Linked DNA regions of Mus musculus: region 1 is linked to region 2. Evidence: chromatin contacts called from public Hi-C data. All regions are on one chromosome and are shown on one strand. Each heading gives the region's core, a stretch centred on a gene start, on an enhancer-like site or on the middle of the called end of the contact. The rest is flanking DNA. Distances are from core to core; before and after follow the strand shown.

Evidence for each region. Hi-C and Micro-C count contacts between places; a contact is called where the count stands out from the background.
Region 1: a Hi-C map of bone marrow-derived macrophages shows a contact between it and region 2, with 18 read pairs. The contact joins the promoter of Fcrl5 here to the enhancer-like site in region 2. A contact is called at or near these places in 9 of 39 promoter capture datasets (the 3T3-L1 cell line, embryonic stem cells, epiblast stem cells and 4 more), 2 of 484 Hi-C or Micro-C datasets (the HPC-5 cell line and bone marrow-derived macrophages) and 3 of 9 other capture datasets (adipose tissue, embryonic stem cells and macrophages).

Annotation. Positions count from the first base shown.
Region 1 is chr3:87,433,221-87,437,305 of GRCm38.p6, reverse strand. Fcrl5 (Fc receptor-like 5) reads right to left here and starts at 1,524. Exons shown (of 13, transcript NM_183222.3): 1 at 1,358-1,524. The coding sequence starts at 1,421.
Region 2 is chr3:87,224,258-87,228,759 of GRCm38.p6, reverse strand. No RefSeq gene overlaps it. Among named protein-coding and RNA genes, the nearest start is that of Fcrls, 37 kb to the left of the region's middle. Within about 2 kb of position 1,724, at least 1 of the 459 cell types and tissues checked has an H3K27ac peak or open chromatin away from gene starts, as enhancers often do. A contact at or near this core is called in bone marrow-derived macrophages, where this site is marked.

The DNA of each region.
Region 1 (4,085 bases), core at 275-2,774, 210 kb before region 2:
TTCACATGGTAGGGGAGGTGGGGAGAAAGTGGGAAGAGTAGAGGGAGGGAAATAATCAGGATGTATTATGTAAGAAAAAAATCTATTTTCAATAAAGAAAAAAGGAAGGAAGGAAGGAAGGAAGGAAGGAAGGAAGGAAGGAAGAAAAGAAAGAAGAAAGCTTGTTAAGTGGCTAGTAGGTGACAACACAGATTTGAATCCAAACTCTAACCTTAGCTCACAGCACACTGTATGAACACCTTCCTGTCCTGTCCTGTCCTCCCCTCCCTTCTTCTTCCCTCCTTTCCCCTGCCTTCTTAAGTACTTCTTAAGTTTGGATATGCTTCTGTTTCTGATGGGCCTTGCCCTATCTGTTGCTTAGTCTGATCACCTGACTGGTATGTAGATGGTTATGGTTATCTGTCTGTGCCATCCACTGGGATTTTATTTTACTAGAATTGTGTTTCCCAGCTGTTTCTTGTGCACTGGCTTTGCTGAGAGCTTTTTTTTTTTTTTTTTGGTGTTTTCCCTTGTGGGCACAAAACAACCCTCCGTCCTCAGCATTGCATACAATGCTGTGCATAGATGGCGCTAAGAACCTTTTGTTTGTTTGTTTGTTTGGTTGGTTGGTTTTTGTTTTTTGGTTTTTCAAGACAGGGTTTCTCTGTATAGCCCTGGCTGTGCTGGAACTCACTCTGTAGACCAGGCTGGCCTCGAACTCAGAAATCCTCCTGCCTCTGCCTCCCAAGTGCTAGGATTAAAGGCATGCGCCACCACTGCCCGGCCTAAGAACTTTTTTAAAATAGATGAACCCACATTTAATTCCATTTAAAATTTAGTAAGAAGCAAACCCTTTGTAGGCATGAACTGACAGAAATGCATGCATATCCATGGGCAGTGACATAGCCACTGCTGTAGGTACCTCTCCTTCCTGATTTCCCCTCTTGTACTTAAGGCGCCCAGTCCTGCTCATGGCTCTTGCTAATGTGCAGAAGGAGCTATCATCTTAGGCACAAGACCAGGGTCTAGCCTGTCTACACGGGATTAAAATATAGTTCTCATTTGAATAAAAGAGTTTGAACAAGCAAGTGTGATTTACTTTCTGTGCTTCATAAAGTATTTGTTAAAGAAAAGAAAGCAAGCGAAACTCTAGTGCCATTGCTACCGTTTCTTCCTCTGTCCATTGAAGGATTTTTTTTTCAACCTGTGACTACTTTCTTTGGGCTCAGGAGAGGAAATTCTAAGCTGTACAGTAAAGTCGGGGAACACAGCCTCACACGGGGAAACTGAGGAGCTAAAACTTAAGAGAGTACCAGGCCTGTAGTGGAGAGAGATGCTGTCCGACCCACTCTATCCCCATATTGAGCCATCTACTCACTCACAACCAGTAGAGTCAGCCACATCTGTGTGAACACCACACAGGGTGAGAATGAACCAGACATCTGCTCACAGGTAGTGCTTTCCTCTTGCTCTTGCTCGCAATGGTAGTCACTCACAGCTCCAAGGAGAAATCTGGGGAACTGCTCTTCTAAAACAGTTGAGTGTAACTTGAATCAGAAAAAGGAAGTAGAAGTAGCCGCATTTAATTGTTAATTAGTTTCCTGCCCTACAGACAAAGTGAAAACTTTGGGGTTTAATAATCACATGCTTTCAACACCACATTTTGGCTGCTGGGGAAAGTACCTTAAGGAGATTATGAGAAGATGGTTCTATAAAAAATGGCTGACATTCAGCACTGTCTGAGCATGTAAGCATCAGACGTGATCATGGCTGTGGGATTGTTACGGTAACACCATTAATGGTAAGGTGAGGCTACACATACGTAAAAGGGCAATGCCATCTCAGCTGCTGGGAGAGAGAAAGTGAGATGTGGATTGGAATTTGCAGAGCATCCTTTATGGAGCAGAGGTAAGAAATGAAATGTATGTGTATATGAACAACTCTAAGGGTACCATTTTCTCCTAGAGAATGCACAAAATCAACAGTTGTGTTTGAGAAATTAAGGGGGAAATAGGCATTTCATTTTGTCTTTCTCTGCTGTTTCCCCCTTTAAATTACTGTGTGAATGGATTGCTTTTAAATTTAAATCTAATTTTTTAAAGTTGAGTTTCTATTCTGACATTGTGTCAACAAAATTCCCTGTAATGAAAAATGATAGGTTTTTTTTCTTACAGACAACTTTTCCCATAGTTTCTTTCTAGACTCAGACCTGGATCTTCCCAAAGAGATATTTAATTTCATATTTATCAATGCCTCTGGTATTTATGTCACATCAATATCACTGCGCCCTGAGGAAAACATACAGGGATAAGGAGATTAATCTGTCACAGCTCAGGAGGAGAATTTCAAAAGGAAGCTGAGACAGAAGGGGTGGCTGTGAATATTCTGAGTGTCTCCTGTAGATACGTGCACACATTTCTACTGGGCATACACTTGAGGGTGGGATTCCTGGTTATAGAGCATGCAATACTGTGTTCAGTTCAGACAGTGTTGTTGAATGACTTTCTGATATGACCAAGTCAATGGGAACCCACCAGGCAGCATAGGGGAGCTCATTGCCCCCACCCCCAGCAGAAATGTGCTCACCTTGCACATTTTTTTATTCATTTCAATGAATTATGAGATTCTAACTTTTCATATTATATGGTTTATTAATTTTTAAAAGAGAAGGTATTATTACTATATATCTCTGGATGACTTGGAGTTCATGCTGTAGACTAGGATAACCTTGAACTCACAGAGATTTGCCTGTTTTTGTTTCCTAAGCGCTGGGACTAAAGGTGTGTACCACTATGCCTAGCAGACTTTTTTCATGTTTTAAATGGTATCTTAGGTAACTTTTCTTAAAATGTGAAGTGTTTGTTCAAATCTCTCACCTTTCTCATCTTGTTTTGTACTTCTTTCTATTCGGAAGATAAGTTTTTTTGAGCACATTTGTGAAACATCTTTTCTTACTCTGGCTTCTCTTCTTGGTCATTGCTATTGCCTTCTTATGAATTATTATTTCAGATTTGACATAGAAGAATTTATCAGTCTGTTTTAGGGTTTTGCTGCTGTAAACAGACACCATGACCAAGGCAACTCTTACAAGGACAATGTTTAATTGGGACTGGCTTACAGGTTCAGAGGTTCAGTCCATTATCATCAAGGTGGGAACATGGCAGCATTCAGGCAGGTGTGGTGCAGGAGGAGTTGAGAGCTCTACATCTTCATCTGAAGGCTGCTAGGAGAAGACTGGCTTCCAAGCAGCAAGGATGAGAGTCTTAAACACCACACCCACAGTGACACACTTACTCCAACAAAGCCACACCTTCTAATAGTGCCACTCCCTGGCCTGAGCATCTACAAACCATCACCCAGTCCTTCCATTTATGTCTAGGGATTTTTACAACCCCATTCATAAACTTTGTATACTGCAAAGATGGTGAGGATATTCTTAGCTTGTCTCTAGATATCTATAATATCATTATAGCTAATTTTTGTGTGTATTGTAAGTGGACATGTTTATTTGTATTTAGTGCATAGAGTTTGCACCACAGTTTCATACAGGATCATGTAACTGGTTGTGGGGATTGTGAGAACTTTGGCAACAGCAAAATGTTTTTGAAGATATACTGACTCCAAATCAACCCAAAACAAACGTGATAAATATAGGGCATTCTGGCAGTGGTCGCCCCTGTTTCATGAAGGGACTTCCTTCTGGCCTTGGTACTGAACATGCATCCTGTGTGTTTTACAATGTGTATGTCACCACTCCACCTAGCACCAACAAGCTCTCCCTGAAGCTCAGACTTTTTATATATTATAAGCTGCAGCATTCTTACTGTACATATAATGGTTTAATTCTGGAAAACAAAGACGGAGCATTTTCCTACCAACCTTCTTCAGCATGTGTCAGATTAGCACATACTTGGATGGTACTATGTTAGGAAGTTTGATGATTTTTTTTTTGTAAAATTTTTAAAGGACTGGCAAAATGGCCAGGCTCTGTAGAGAGAGGTGCTTATGGTTAGTCTGAAGAGCTGGCTTTGATTCCTGAAACCCACAGAGTAGAAGGAGGGCACCAACCCCTGCTGACCTCCCCGTGCATGGCCATGGCTTCCGGA
Region 2 (4,502 bases), core at 475-2,974:
TAATATTGACACCAAAACCAAAAAAGTCAATCAGTAGAATTGAGTTGAAGACGCAGACGTAAGTCCACACACCTACAGACACCTAATTTTTATAAAGAAGCCAGAAATACACACTGGAAAAAAGACAGCATCTTCAACAAATGTTGCTGGTCAAACTGAATGGCTGCACATAGAAGAATGCAAATAGATCCTCATGTATCACCCTGCAGAAAACTCAACTCCAAATGGATCAAAGACCTCAACGGAAGACCAGGTACACTGCATCTGACAGAAGAGAAAGTGGGGAAGAGTCTTGAACTCATTGACATAGAAAATGACCCTGATAGCAAGGGCACTAACAACAATTAACAAATGCGACCAAGTGATTCTGAAAAGCTTCTTATAGAAAAGAATACTATATTTGGACAAAGTGGTAAGATACAGAATAGAAAAGTATTTAACCAATTAAGCATCAAATAGCAGGTTAATATCTAACACATATAAAGAATTCAACAACCTAGACCTCAAGAAAACAAGCAACCCAATTAAAACTGGGGTACAGATGTAAACAGAGTTCCCAGGAGAGGAAACACAAATGGCTGAGAACTACTTAAAGAAATGTTCAACATCCTTAATCATCAGGCAATTGCAAGTTAAGCACTTTGAGATTTTATCTTATACCAGACAGAATGACCGGCATTAAGTAAACAGATGGCAGCCCATTCTGGTGAGGATGTGAGTAAGGGGGACACTCATCCACTGCTGGTGGGAGTGCCAATTTGTATACCCACTATGGGACTCAGGAAGGTGGTTCTTCAGGAAGCTGGGAATAGATCTACCTCAAGATCCATATACACCACTCTTGGACATAGACACAAATGATGCTCCATACCACTACAGAGACACTTACTCAAACATGTGCACTGCTACTCTATGCATCATAACCAAAAGTGCTCTCCACAAATGGAAGGTATGGCCCTATTACTGAAGACAATATCTACACAATTCAAGTGGCCAGCCCGAAAGTCACATACACGCAAGCACACTAAATGATCTCAGTAGGTTGTATTTGTGTGTGTATGTGCGTGCATGTGTGTGTGTGTGCGTGTGTCATGGTGAAAGCAAAAGAGGCCATAGATTTTAAATCGAATGGAGGGAGACTTGAGAAGACTCGGAGGGAGGAGATGAAGGGAGGAAGAGATATAAGTACAATATTCACATGAGTACAGGGTGATCACATGTTCATTCGGGAAATTTACTCATACACATAAATCTAAAAATAAATATCTTTTTAAAAGATAATGGACTCTTGTGCCTAGTGAAAGAAATTCAGAGTAACATTCCATCTTTGACATGGTTACTATTTCTCATCCAGGTCTATGTTGACAAAGAACAATGGGTAGGGCAGGGAGCTTTTTTTAAGTTTGATTTTTAAGGAAAAAAGCTTGAGCAACTCTGAAGGTGTAGCCAAGGTGCATGCTAAAACAGAAGGTGGTAATTGTTAATGCACATCTGCACTGTAGTGAACAGGAGAGAAAGCATCCAAGGACAACGCCCCGCCCACCGAAGGCACCAACCAAATCGTGGAAATGCAGATTAATTTAAGGAAGACAGCCTGAACTCTGCAACCTAAGGCAGTCCCCTCCTGGAAAAGAATTTCCTCCCCGGAGTTAGCATACTCAGCCAAGGGACACGGCTCCACCTAAATCTCCTGTCTTAGTTTCATTTCTGCAACTGTGATTGTATATCCTGAAAAGAAGAAATTTAGGGAAGGAAGGGCTTATTTCTGCCCACAGTTACAAGTTACAGTTCATCATAACAGAGGAATCAAAGTGACAGGAACTTAAAATAGCTAGTCATATTAAATCTATAGCCAAGAACAGAGAGAAATAAATGCATGCATGCTTACTGCTCTGCTTGCTTGATCCGCTCATATGGTTGAGAACTCAAGCCTAGGGAATGGAGCTGCCCACCTTTAGTCTGGGTCTTCTAACATTAACTAATGTAATCAAGACAACTTGCTATAGACATGTCCACAGGCCATCCTAATCCAGACAATCCTTCATAAAGACTTTCTTCCTAGATGACTCTAGATTGTATAAATAATTAAATTAACAGCCTAGCAGTGGTAGGGTGGTGTGCACCTTTAATCTCAGGACTCAGGAGGCAGAGGCAAGCAGATCTCTGAGTTCGAGGCCAACCTGGCCTACAGAGCAAATTCCAGGACAGCCAGTGCTACACAGAGAGACTCTGTCTCAATAAAACAAAACAAAACAAAGCAGGGCGGGGGAGAAACAATTACTATTCCTTTTCAACTAAACTCATTAGTCTGAGCCGTAACCCTTGGCCCCAAGTGTATGAAGTTTTTCTCATAATGTAAAATTTAGTTTACTTATAATCCCCCATAGTGTTTTAAAATCCAGATATTTTAAAAGTCCAAAGTCTCTTAATTGTTAAGTGCCTATAAAAATCTAAAATAAGTTATATACTTCTAACTTACAATGGTGCAAAGTAAATATACATTTTCCAAAAGAGTTAGGGGCATAATACAATAATACCAAAACAGAAACAAAATCCCTCATAGCAAATGCTAAATCCTGAAGTTCTGTGTCTGGACCTGGGCTGCAGAGTATCATCTTCTGGGCTCCAAAGGCTTCAGGCAGTGCTATTCTTTCAGCCTTGTCTGAAGTACACAGAGATTCTTCTCTCTTAGGCTTAGGCCAGCTCCATTCCAGATCCTCATCTCTGCAGAGTCAATGTCTGATGGCCCGGGCATCTCCAATATGCTGCAGTTATGACTGCAACTGACTCATCTCAGCTTCAGTCACTAGACCTCTCCGGCTCTCTATATAAGGACCTAACCCTGCCACACAGTGCCTGGTCTTAGATGCCCTGCATGATTTCCTCAATATTACATCTCTCATGACTTCAAAATCGGTACCACACGGACAGTGCTTATCTTAGCTTTGTCTTGCTGTGTGCAAGCTTATGTTTCCTCATCACAGTCATTCATCAATGGAAGTTAGAGAGGAACGCACGGCAGGATGGAGGAATGGAAGTAGAAGACACAGAGGAATGCTGCTTACCGGCTTGCTTTCCCTTGGCTTGCTCAGTGTGCTTTCTTATAGCTCCCAGGACCACCAGCCCAGGAAAGGCACCACCCACGTGGGAGCTGGGCCCTCCCACATCAATCACTAATTAAGAAAAATGCACAACAGACTTGTCTACAGACTTCTCTTAAGGAGGCATGTTCTCAATTTAATGTCCCTCTTTCCAAATGACTAGCTTGTGTCAAGTTGACACAAAACGAGCCAGCTCAATGTTTATAACATTGACACATTCTGCTTCCTGCTTGAGACATAGCCCAGCCCCACTGAATCTCACAGTTGTATCTGCTTAAGCGTGCAAACCCCGTGGGAATATTTTTGTATTGCTCCAGTGATGTGCAGGAGGTTCCTCTACAGAGCTAGCTGCTCACCTCCTTCAGCACCTGAAGAACCAACCTGGACATTTTCTGACCCTGAAGTTTTCTCTGCCACTCAAACCAGTACATTGTTTTCAAGTTCAAATTCATTCAGTCTCCCTGGACAGGCAGAGAGCAGCCCAATTCTTGTCAAAATTATGAACTAACCTCCATCCAACTTCTTGATAAAATCCTTACTCCTGACTGAAACCTTATGAACCAGGCTTCTGTGGTTCACATTTCTCTCAACACTCTTGCCTTCTGATCTCCCACTAGAGTGGCTCATTAAGCTGTACTCACAACATGCCTCAGCTTTTACAGCCTAAAATTCCAGCTCTGCCAACACATTCCTCCCCCAAATACGAAAAATCTCCCAAATTTGAAGTGACACGGCTAGGTTTATCACAGTATCAGCACCTCTCCTCCATACTCTTTTCTGTCCTAATTCAATTTCTGTTGTGGTGATAAAATGTCCTGACACACAGCAACATAGAGGAGATGCCCACCAAAGACATCACTCTGGGAAAACACAAATCCATTAGAAAGAGAACCTGAAGGCTGATGGGCGTCCAGCTCCTGGAAAGTGGGGCCCTGAAAAGCATTGCCTCAGGGTCAGCACACAGAGGCTCCCAGAGCTATGACCCAAGGGGCCAGCCCTCATTGAAGGCTGGCAACTGAACAGGGCAACACCATCTCTGTGCAACTGGTTTTTCAGTAATGAAGAAATGAAGGATTGAGAGGGTACATTGAGTCTTGTTCCAGAGTTTTAGAGAGTTACCAAGACCACGGGATGGTTGGAATCACTGCAAGAAATTCTTAATAGGTCATAACACAAAGCTGTGGAGGTGGAGTCCAAGCTGTAATAAAAAGCCTGGGATGTTGAAGGGTCTGGAACCGTGGGTCATCTGTGTAAGAAAATTATATTCTCAACAGAGAGGCTATTTGTGCCATGAAAAGAAACACTGAAGGGGCAGGGGCAGGGGCAGGGGCAGGGGCAGGGGCAACTGTCTGAACTCTGTGGAGCCCAGACTATTCCATCAGCGTCCCCAGGTACCAGACT